Linked DNA regions of Mus musculus: all the other regions are linked to region 2. The links are chromatin contacts, called in public promoter capture Hi-C maps. All regions are on one chromosome and are shown on one strand. Each heading gives the region's core, a stretch centred on a gene start, on an enhancer-like site or on the middle of the called end of the contact. The rest is flanking DNA. Distances are from core to core; before and after follow the strand shown.

The links. Promoter capture Hi-C pulls out the DNA fragments that hold promoters and counts their contacts.
Region 1: a contact with region 2 is called in a promoter capture Hi-C map of trophoblast stem cells, with 4 times the contacts expected there. The contact joins the enhancer-like site here to the promoter of Kcnh6 in region 2. A contact is called at or near these places in 6 of 39 promoter capture datasets (the 3T3-L1 cell line, embryonic stem cells, hippocampal neurons and 2 more) and 1 of 9 other capture datasets (macrophages).
Region 3: a contact with region 2 is called in a promoter capture Hi-C map of the C10 cell line, with 3 times the contacts expected there. The contact joins the enhancer-like site here to the promoter of Kcnh6 in region 2. A contact is called at or near these places in 7 of 39 promoter capture datasets (the C10 cell line, cranial neural crest, embryonic stem cells and 4 more) and 1 of 9 other capture datasets (embryonic stem cells).

Annotation. Positions count from the first base shown.
Region 1 is chr11:105,400,990-105,404,088 of GRCm38.p6, forward strand. The region is part of intron 5 of Marchf10 (membrane associated ring-CH-type finger 10); the gene reads right to left. Among named protein-coding and RNA genes, the nearest start is that of Gm39417, 47 kb to the right of the region's middle. Within about 2 kb of position 1,467, at least 14 of the 459 cell types and tissues checked have an H3K27ac peak or open chromatin away from gene starts, as enhancers often do. A contact at or near this core is called in trophoblast stem cells, where this site is marked.
Region 2 is chr11:106,006,788-106,010,239 of GRCm38.p6, forward strand. It overlaps Kcnh6 (potassium voltage-gated channel, subfamily H (eag-related), member 6), which reads left to right and starts at 1,361. Exons shown (of 13, transcript NM_001037712.2): 1 at 1,361-1,491; 2 at 2,196-2,426. The coding sequence starts at 1,416. Ace3 (angiotensin I converting enzyme (peptidyl-dipeptidase A) 3) reads left to right here. Exons shown (of 15, transcript NM_001101453.3): 15 at 163-763. The region is part of intron 2 of Gm35971 (a long non-coding RNA gene); the gene reads right to left.
Region 3 is chr11:105,215,635-105,219,018 of GRCm38.p6, forward strand. The region is part of intron 6 of Tlk2 (tousled-like kinase 2 (Arabidopsis)); the gene reads left to right. Among named protein-coding and RNA genes, the nearest start is that of Tlk2, 36 kb to the left of the region's middle. Within about 2 kb of position 2,042, at least 10 of the 459 cell types and tissues checked have an H3K27ac peak or open chromatin away from gene starts, as enhancers often do.

The DNA.
Region 1 (3,099 bases), core at 217-2,716, 610 kb before region 2:
ACCTGCTCAACACTGACCCGATGCTTGGCAGGCACAATGCAAAAACAGCAGGAGAGAGGAAAATGGACTCCTGAATCTCTGTCTCTCCCAGGACCACCTTCACTGCTGTCCCGAGTGCCCAAGAGGGGCTGAGACTCCGCTGCTCGATGCCTCTTTGGAACTTATTTGCTCCCTTTGGATCACGGGAAGAATTACAGCTTTGCGGCAAGAGCCGATGTTGCCTGGGTTTAATAGGCAGCTTTCTGTACAGCACAAATAATAGGTCGTGTCTATTTGCCTATTTGAGTGTGCTAGAAGTGTATGTTGTCTCACATACCCAGAGGAGATCTTAATTAAAGCCTAATTATGTGCCATAAATATGTTTTATTTTGGAACTCAGGAGGTGGGAATTTTCGATTTTAGGAAATGCAAAGCCTAATAAGAAGGCTGGGAAGGGAACCATAAATACCCACTGCGCCCTTTAATTTGTCCCTCCTCAGCGTGGTCCTGGCTAGATTTTTCAGTTTCAGAGCTGTGCTTTCAGAACCACTGGCCTGGCGTCATGCTCCTGGGGTAGGGTACCCTTGGCCAAGGGTATCATCAGACCCAGAAGAGTCTGTTGGTTTGTGATGGTGATATTCCAACGAGTGTCCGACACAAGAGTTCAGAAATCAAGAGGCATCTCCAGAGATGATGGGATTTTATTGGTCATTCACTCCTTTTTTTTTTCCACTAGTAGACGCCCATATCAAGGGAAGTGTCAGTGCGCTGTCTCCTCTTCCTGTCCCCCTGCACACCACACCCCATTGGTGTTGCTCTGGCCTGCTCCTGTCCACCTGCCTTCTGCTGTCCCCCACTCTCTGACTCTTTTGTGCTGTGTGCCTCGCTAGGGGTGACTTACCATATGAGGTAAATTTTACTGGGCCTTCTGGGGCCTGGTAGACACAGCACAGGGGTCTCGGCTGGAGTCGGTTGGGAGACAGGGAAGTAGCAGAGAGATGCTGGAGACCCCAGCAAGGGGCTCAGGGGGCTTGAGGGCGGGGTGGAGAAGGTGGGAAAGATGGCGGGAGGGAGGGAAGTGGAAGGGCTCTGGGCCCCCTGGGCAGCTGGTGGAACTAAGGGCAGAAGGAGGCAGCAGTAATTGGTATTGGGCTGCTGGGTTGGGGAGAAAGCAAAGACGGAGCAGTAAGGGGAATATTCAACACAGAACAGGGGCTGCTCGCTGCTGTCACCTGCACGAAAGAAAGAAAGCAGTCAGGAAGCAGCATTCACGGGAAGAGGACATTTCAAAAAGTCTGTGGACGAATAAAAACTCCAAAAAAAGATGGGGGGGGGGGGTTGGTAGGTCTTTTGGGGTGGGCGCGCTGTGTCTGGTGTCATAGGTGTAAGGAGACCTGGCTCCTGCCCAGGAGGCATCTTGCTCAGGTCTGAGTCATACAAGAAGTGAGCCCTTCAACGTGGCGTCACCTTCCAACCATTTCCAGGCAATAGTTTCCTGCAGCCCTGGCAGATGTAGGGAAGTGATTCCCAGACAAGCTCCTGAGAGTGAGCGAGCGTCCTGAGGCAACCGCCTGGAAGCTTCTGCCGGTTCTCAGCTCCCACCGCCAGCCAAATGAGCTGTTCTGGCAGCAACAGATGGTGGCCCGCAGGGTCTCCCTTCCAGCAAGCGCTCTCCCCTAGTTCTCCAGCTGCACCCTCCCACCCCTCCCCTGGCCTTTGGTCATACCCTAACCTGGCTCTTCTGCTGCAGAAAGGAGAGAGAGAGAGAGAGAGAGAGAGAGAGAGAGAGAGAGAGAGAGAGAGAGAGAGAGAGAGAGAGAGATAGAGATCCTGGTGGGTTCGTGGGGACAGAGAAGAACCAAAAGATTGGGGGGGGGGTAGGCAGGTGGACCAGAGAGGAATCCAGGGGAAATTAATGACTGCTCACTAACCTCACTTTCTAACTGCCAGCCTCGATGGAGGCAGTGTGTGCCTGATGGCAGCAGGATTCCGACTGACTGCCTCATGCCTGCTACCAGCCAGCTAGGTCACCTTGAATCAGCGACTTATAGTCTCAGAACCTGTTTGTTCATCTGTAGTATGAGGCAGGTGATGTCTGCTGTCTGTAGCCTTGTTCCCCTCTGAGCTCTGAGCTACACAACTAACTCACCAAGTTCTCCCAGGCTTACATCCTTAAACATTGCAATCCCTCTGTCCTAGTTTCATTTCTGCTGCTATGATAAAATACCCTGAAACAATGTAGTGCGAAAAGGGTTCATTTTAGCCCACACATCCAGGTTACAGTCCATAACCGCAGGGAAGCGACCAGGCAGGAGCTCCAGGCAGACGACCTCGTCATCCATAGTCGAGGGCAGAGAGGAATGAATGGACACATGCTCACTTGGATGCTGACTTATGCTTAGCTCAGCCTCACTCTTACACAGTTCAGGACCCAGTGCCTAGGGAATGGTGCCTCTCATAGGGGGCTGAGTCTTTCCACATCAAGACAGTTCCCCGCAGACACACCTACAGGTCAACCTGACTCAGACAACTCTCACTGAGACCAAGGTGGCAGCCAGTTCATGTCTTCTCTGTTTTCTTGGTGTTTGTTCCAGGTAAAGCAGTTCTCATTCCTCCCTGGACCCACAGACCCTTGGAATGGTCCCTGGTTGCATCTGGCTTCCCTTGGTTGCCTGACCAGTCTCTTCTTCATATTGTAGCTATTATCAGTGTGAAACTTAGCAGCCTGGCTGTATTCCTAAACATGCTGGGTAAATGGATGACCTCACTGACAAACCAATACACTTAAAAGCTTTTTATAACCAAGTCACAATGCCTCTCACATCTAAAGTGAAAGTTTCTTTGGCCACGCACTGTCCTCACAGAGCTACGAGGCCTAGAAACACACACTACACTGGGAGTAGGCTTCATAGGATGGGTGTTACTGGGGACCAATGTTTCCCTGAGGTATAGCCAATACCCAGCAACTTAACCCTACTGTCTCCCTGGTAGAGTAGGCCACACCTCAGCTCCATCACTGAGTTCAGGGAGGTTGCTAACTTAACAGTCATAGGGCGCTCAAGTAGAGCTGGCATTCTGAACCCCGAGGGCAAGTAATCAGCAGCAATGGGCTGAGATTTA
Region 2 (3,452 bases), core at 111-2,610:
CTAGATGTTAGGTCCATAAGGCTCAACATGCGTCGGGATTACTCTTTGTAATGTGGAGACCAGAAAAATGCTTGAATGAATAAGCAAATGAATGAATGTCTTACTGCGTAAGCCCATGCTACTGACTGGATAGGAAATACTGTCCCCACTTCTCTTCCACAGCCAGCCTGCTCCCCACATTCAGGGACAGCCAAGACATCTCTGCCCCCCCAGGAAACCACACTTGGCAGCCCTCTCATCTCTCAACCACTGTGGCCAAGGTCCCCCACCAGGTATTGTGGCAAGGACACATCCCGCCCAGGACTCTAAGCCTCTCACCTGGACTTCAGTGGAAACCTCACTGAGCCTCCTTGGCCACCCCCTCCACCCCCCCATCCACTTTGTAAAGTTTATATTTCTGCCAGAATATTTGCTTCAAAGGCCTTCAAATTTCCTTCCGAACCTCAGACTTCTTAAAAACGTAGCTGTCCATCAATTAAATCTGGATGTTCAAACTAGCACTGGATGCTGCTTGTCATTTTTTTCTCCTGCATTTTCACCTCCTCCATTGGCCAGTTCAGCCCCTCTGCATTGACACCACCCTTGGGCCTTTTCCGAAGGTGCATGTTTCATTTTGAATGCTTGCTACTAAAATGTGGCTCAAAATTGGTCTTGGGACCCTCTGCAAAGTTCCAAGTCCACCAAGGTGCTTAATGAACTGTGGCCCTTCTTTTCTCCTCTCAGAAAACCCCCCTTTTTTTCAATAAACTTCACCCCACCCCAATTTGCTTTTTCTAAGTGTGTTCATTTTTAATCAGTACACAGACACTTTTACCAGTGGTCACTTGCTAATAGGTGGCGGCCATTTGTGGGCAAGGGGCCTAAGTGCCCCATTGCCACAGTCAGTCCCAGCGGTAAATCCCTGAAGACAGCCTTCAACAAAAAACTATCTGAAGCCCCTAACAACTTCTGCCCTCCTCTGCCTGGAAAACTACTTCAGTATCAAAAGGGGTCCAAAGAGATGCTGAGGTCTCTGTCTATTTGGACATGAGCAGAAGTTCTTCAGAGTATCCCAGGTTCAGGACCCCTGCCCCTCTCTCTAGGATTCAGAGCCCCTTATGGATCAGAATTTGCTCTTGTCCTGACCCCCAACCCCAACCCCAACCCCGTCTGCCTGTCACGTCCCTTGGCTTATTTCAGCACCACGACGCGGACAGCTCCCGGGCGCAAGCCTCGTGGAAGGAGGAGGAGCGCTGAGCCGTGGGAGCGGGAGGACTAGAGAGGGCGGGGAGGGCAGACGCTGGAGGACGGGCGGGGCCCGATAGCCCTCCCCGGGGGCGGCGCCCACCCCAGCCCGACGCTGCTGAGCCCCAGGACTGACGGAGACGCCAGAAGCCAGGGCACCGGTCACTCCCAGCAAGTGGTGTTACAGAAAGATGCCAGTCCGCAGGGGCCACGTTGCTCCCCAAAACACTTACTTGGACACCATCATCCGCAAGTTTGAGGGCCAGAGTAAGTGTGAGGTTTGGGGGTGTGGGGGACTCTCTGCAGTACGGGTTGGATGGCAGGAGCAGCCAAACTCTTCACTAACTTCTGATGGGGTAAAAGAAATGGCAGGGCTGGGGGCTGGGGGGGGGGGTAGATTCTGAATACAAAATCTTTCGTTTTGATGTCCCCAACACCTCCTCCATATGTGCTGTGTCTTGGGCATAATGCCACTCTTCTACCTGCTCACAGCAGTTTTCTTGGTGTTACAAACCCTGGCCTGCCCTCTCAGTCACTGCCCACTTACCCCTCCAGACCATTCATGCCTCTCCTAGAGGTTTGCCTGACTTCCTTCTTTTCACCCACAGAGCAGGTCTGACTCCCTGGTCACAGTCCTGCTTTCTGGTCTGGATCCCAACTATTATTCCAGGAGTTCTGGGGTCTTCCTCCCACTCTACTGACCCTAGCCCCCAAGCTTGGTTCCCACACCCCTACTTTTCTGCTCCCTGCCTCCTTCATGCCCCTCTGTGCTCCCAGAAGGAATGACCTTTCCCCAGGACTCTTGGTTCTTCCACCCTCCCTTGCTCTGTCCTCCACCTCCCTCATTCTGGCCCCTGCCTGCTCCTGTGTATAAATCCCCTCCTTGGCTGCCACCGGTCCCTGTAATCTTTCTCTCCCAACTACCCACTCCTGGCTGCCACGGTCTTCCTACCTTTTTCTTCCCACCCCAGGTCGTAAGTTCCTGATTGCCAATGCACAGATGGAGAACTGTGCCATCATCTACTGCAATGATGGCTTCTGCGAACTCTTCGGCTACTCCCGTGTGGAGGTGATGCAGCGACCCTGTACCTGTGACTTCCTCACTGGCCCGAACACTCCGAGCAGTGCTGTGTCCCGCCTGGCGCAGGCCCTGCTTGGGGCTGAAGAGTGCAAGGTGGACATCCTCTACTATCGCAAGGATGGTGAGACTCAGTTGGGCCAAGGGTCCTGTAGGCTACCTTTCTTGTCTATCATGGAGTGCCCTGGGGGAAGGGTCTGACCTAAGAGCCAAAGAGCCTGGACCACTTCTATCCCCACTCTGGGCCTTGGTTTCCTTAGTATTAGAGAGAAGCAATGAGAATTGCATGTTATGTCTTCTAAGGGACTTGAGATTGGGCTGAGCCAGCTATTGGTACTGGTATAGAACAGCCTCTTGCTCCACTTTCCCTCCCCCACCTCCCAGCTACCTACTCTGTCACTGCCAGCCCCAGCTGTCAAGGATGGAAATTAACCTTCCCTCATCTGCTCTGGGGATTAAGGGAGGAGTCAGCCCCCCAAGGTCTCTCTGGCTAGGCAGTGCATGGGGGCTGCTGGCTGAAAGGAAGAGTGAATCTGGCTCACTTAGGTCCAGTGGTTTGGGAAGGTAGCCTTGGGTTTGCTGTCACCAGGTGGCTTACCTAGATGGACTTTGTGTTTTTAAGTTCTGCCCGAGCCCTTGGAAAGCACAACAGAAACATAAGCTAAGGGCTGGGGGCCAAAAGCTCAGCATCCTTCAAGTCTCCCTCAGTGGATGAGGGTGTGGAACTATAGTCAGAAACCGAGTCTCTTGGAAATCACCAGCATCTCCCCCAAACCGGTTCTGCATCAGAATTACCTGGGGCGTGCTTTGCAAAACACACCTTCCCTAGAGAGAGGCTGACTCAGAAGGTGCAGGGTGAAGCCAGGCAGGTGTATCTGGAAAAAAAATCCCCAGTGGTTCTGATTTGCTGCCAATGTTAAAAGCCATTGGCTTAGATAACTCCCTCCATTTCACGGGTGTGGAAGGCCCTTCTCCAAGATCCCATTGCCAGGGCGCAACTGGAACTCTCTCTCAGAGATGTTTTTTGTTCAGAGTAATCCCAAGAAAGAAAGGACCTCAACTCTCTCCATGCTTGGAAGCAGGAATTTGGGGGAAGAAACACCCAGAAGAGAGAAGTTGTCCCCTGGGAACCATCAGAGAGTACAAACAG
Region 3 (3,384 bases), core at 792-3,291, 790 kb before region 2:
GCTGAGCCATCTCTCCAGTCCTCTTTATTTTTAAAAATCTTTATTGTGATTGTAGGGGTCAAACCACAGGTCTTGCTCAGCAAGTATTTTACCATTGATCTCTTATTTTTCTAAATCTTGAACACATGATTTTATAGTCAGTATCTGATAATTCTGGCATCTGAGGTTTTTATAGTTTCTGCTCTCATTTTTTCTTTTTTTTTTGTGGTTTTATTTAACTTTACACTGTTTTCTAATGATGTATAACTTAGAGTTCTTGAAAAATTATTTTTGACTGTGAAGATATATTTGTTCTTTGAGGGAGAATATTTGTTTTTTAGTTTCTAGAGAGTTTAGCTTTCTGTTGTAACCTCATCACATTTAAGGCCCATATTTGTTTTTTTTTTTTAAAGATTTATTTATTTATTATATGTAAGTACACTGTAGCTGTCTTCAGACACATCAGAAGAGACAGTCAGATCTCATTACGGATGGTTGTGAGTCACCATGTGGTTGCTGGGATTTGAACTCCGGACCTTTGGAAGAGCAGTCGGGTGCTCTTACCTGCTGAGCCATCTCACCAGCCCGGCCCATATTTGTTTGGTTGGTTTATTTTTGGTGTTTGTTTCAGCTGTCAAAGAATTGGTTTGGATTCTCCTAACACTTTCTAAGCCCAATTCCCTACATGGCCGAGGCAACTTCCTTGAAACCATGAGGCTAGAAGAAAGTTTTCTCTTGGTTTACTGTTTCCCTAAGAATTGCTGCATTGGAGGCCCACCTTGCAGTGGAAAGTGTTTCCCGTTGAGCTCTCTACTTGGTTGGGCTTTGGGCCAGAGATTACTTGACATCTTGGTGCCATATATGACTTTGATGTTTTATTTATCATGTGCTCTTAGGTTTTGTCCTAGCAGATCCTATATATTTTATCACATCCCTGATGTTTGTATATTCTTTAAAGATATTTATCCTGCCCCTTTAAAAATTGCTGTTTTGATAAAAAGTCTTGACTATGCTGGCTTGGAACTTGTTGTGGATTAAGGCATGCACCCAGCCGTGTTTGTTTATCCGTGGTGTCTAGGAATTGAAGGGTTTAGCTATATCCCTGGCCTGTGTCGTGTCTTTAAATTTGCTTTCCAGGGAAAGATTTATTCAAATATCCTAACCTGCCTTTGTTTAGTTAAAGACTTTAGACCTTAGTGGATATTTATTGAATGTAGGGCAGAAAAGTTGACTTAGTGAGCACATTGTAATGAATGGTTACCACAGTGTTATAGTGCACAAACTCAGACTCTTATGTTTGGTAAGAGTGTTGATACTGAGGACTAGTTACTTACAGATTGGAAAACTAAATTCATTTGTCAGTAGAATTTGATATATTTATCTTACTTTTACTTTCTCAAATGAATAGTTAAGTAGCCAGACATTATAGTACACAGCTGTAATCCCAGCATTTGTGAAGTTGAAGATAGAGGGTCATGTGTTTGAGGTTAGTCTGTGCTAAATACCCAGACCAAGGGCTAGAGAGAGAGTGCACAGTTATGAGCACTTGTTTCTGGCACCCACAATGGCTCATAACCATCTATAACCTGTAACTCCAGGGTATCCAACAGGCATACATATACTGCACATATATGCATACAGGCAAAATAGTCATACAAATAAAATCTAATGATTTTTAAGTAAGATAAAATTAGATGTGGGTTAAAATACATACTATGACTTTGACGTTTTTCCTGATAAACAGATTATAAAGTCTCTACAAAACAGCCATTTCTACAAAGGCCCACCTTGGCTACAGAGCAAGTTGAGAACCAGTATATGCCATTCAGTGAGACTGTCTCAGAGAAAACATAAAAATGATCTGGGAAAAGCCAGGTGTGGTAGTGCATGCCTTTTAAACACCAGTATTTGGGCGACAGAGGCAGGCAGATTCAGACAGATCTGAGTTAGAGGTAGCCTGGTTACACAGTGAGTTCCATGACAGCCAGAGCTATATAGTGAGACATATCTCCTCCCCCAAAGAACTGGGGATGTAGCTAAGCACATTCAGAGCAATCGTCAGCCCTACCCTCACTCCCCAAAGGCGGTTGGCAAGTGTTTCTATTTCTAGATCCTTCAGGATATATACATGTATGTTTGTACTAGTTGGTGCTAGTTTTCCTTATTTCAATCATATTAATTTATTCAGTGTCCTATAAATATTTGTGTTTTATAAGTAGTGTTGTCATTGTAATTAATGTCTCCTTTGTAAATACTTTTATTGTTTGTTTTGCCTGTTGAGACAGGCTTCCTGGAACTCACTCTGTAGACTAGGCTGGCCTTGAGCTCATAGAGATCCTCCTGCCTTTCCCTTCTAGGCACTGGATCAAAGGTGTGACCCATCACCACTCAGATGGCTCAGCCAGTAAAGCTTAGGCTCACGACCAAAAATAACTTCTGTATAATTCCTTAGTCAAAAAGTATATTTACAAAGATCATTCCAAGCTGGGCATTGGCGCTATACTCCTGTAGTCCTAGCACTTGGGAGGCAGAAATGCCTGTAGATCTCTGGGAATTTGAGGCCAACTTGGTCATCAGCTTGTCTTTCAAGTTTTGGGACAGCCAGGACTACAAAGAGAGATTCTGTCATTATATAGTTATATTTAGGTAATATATAGAGGTATATATTATATAAATACTATATGGTGTTACGTACATTTCTGTCAACAGTTTTAGTTTCTTTTGGCATATCCAACTAAAACTGAATTTTGTCATTACAATCTTTCTACCGAGAAAAATACTTTGATTTAACTTTGATTTTTTTTTTTTTCCTCTAGGGATATTAAACATCTTTTCATATGTTGAATGGCCTTTTCAGTTTAGCTAGGAGGACATTTTAAGATTCTTAATTTGGTGTCATGTATGTTGTAATTATGTTTACAAATTCGTGATATGCTTAAATTGATTTTTTTTCATTTAACTTTATAAGTGTCTTTTATTATTTTATACTTTTTAAAGTATAGAATAGAGTTTATTCAGGGCACGGGGAGGGGAGCTAAGAGGGTAGTAGAGGCAGAGAAAGGCAGGGAGAGGGAGAGAGTAGAGAAGTAGAGGCCGACTGTGACCACGTAGAGAGAGGGGGAAGAGAATAGGGAAGGGAGTAGGGAAGGGAAGAGGGCAAGAGAACAAGAGAGACTATGTTATACATCTTTAATGTCACTATGATTCAAAAACACACACATGCATGTTGCATCCCCAGGTATAAAATCTTTGACCACTAAGCTATAGCAGCATTTGCTTATGTTTTCTTGTATAAGTTTTCTTTTTCTTTCTTTCTTTTTTCTTTCTTTCTGAGATAGGGTTTCGCTGTGTAGCTCTGGCTGTCCTTCAACTCACTTTGAACTTATATTAGGCTGGTCTCGAACT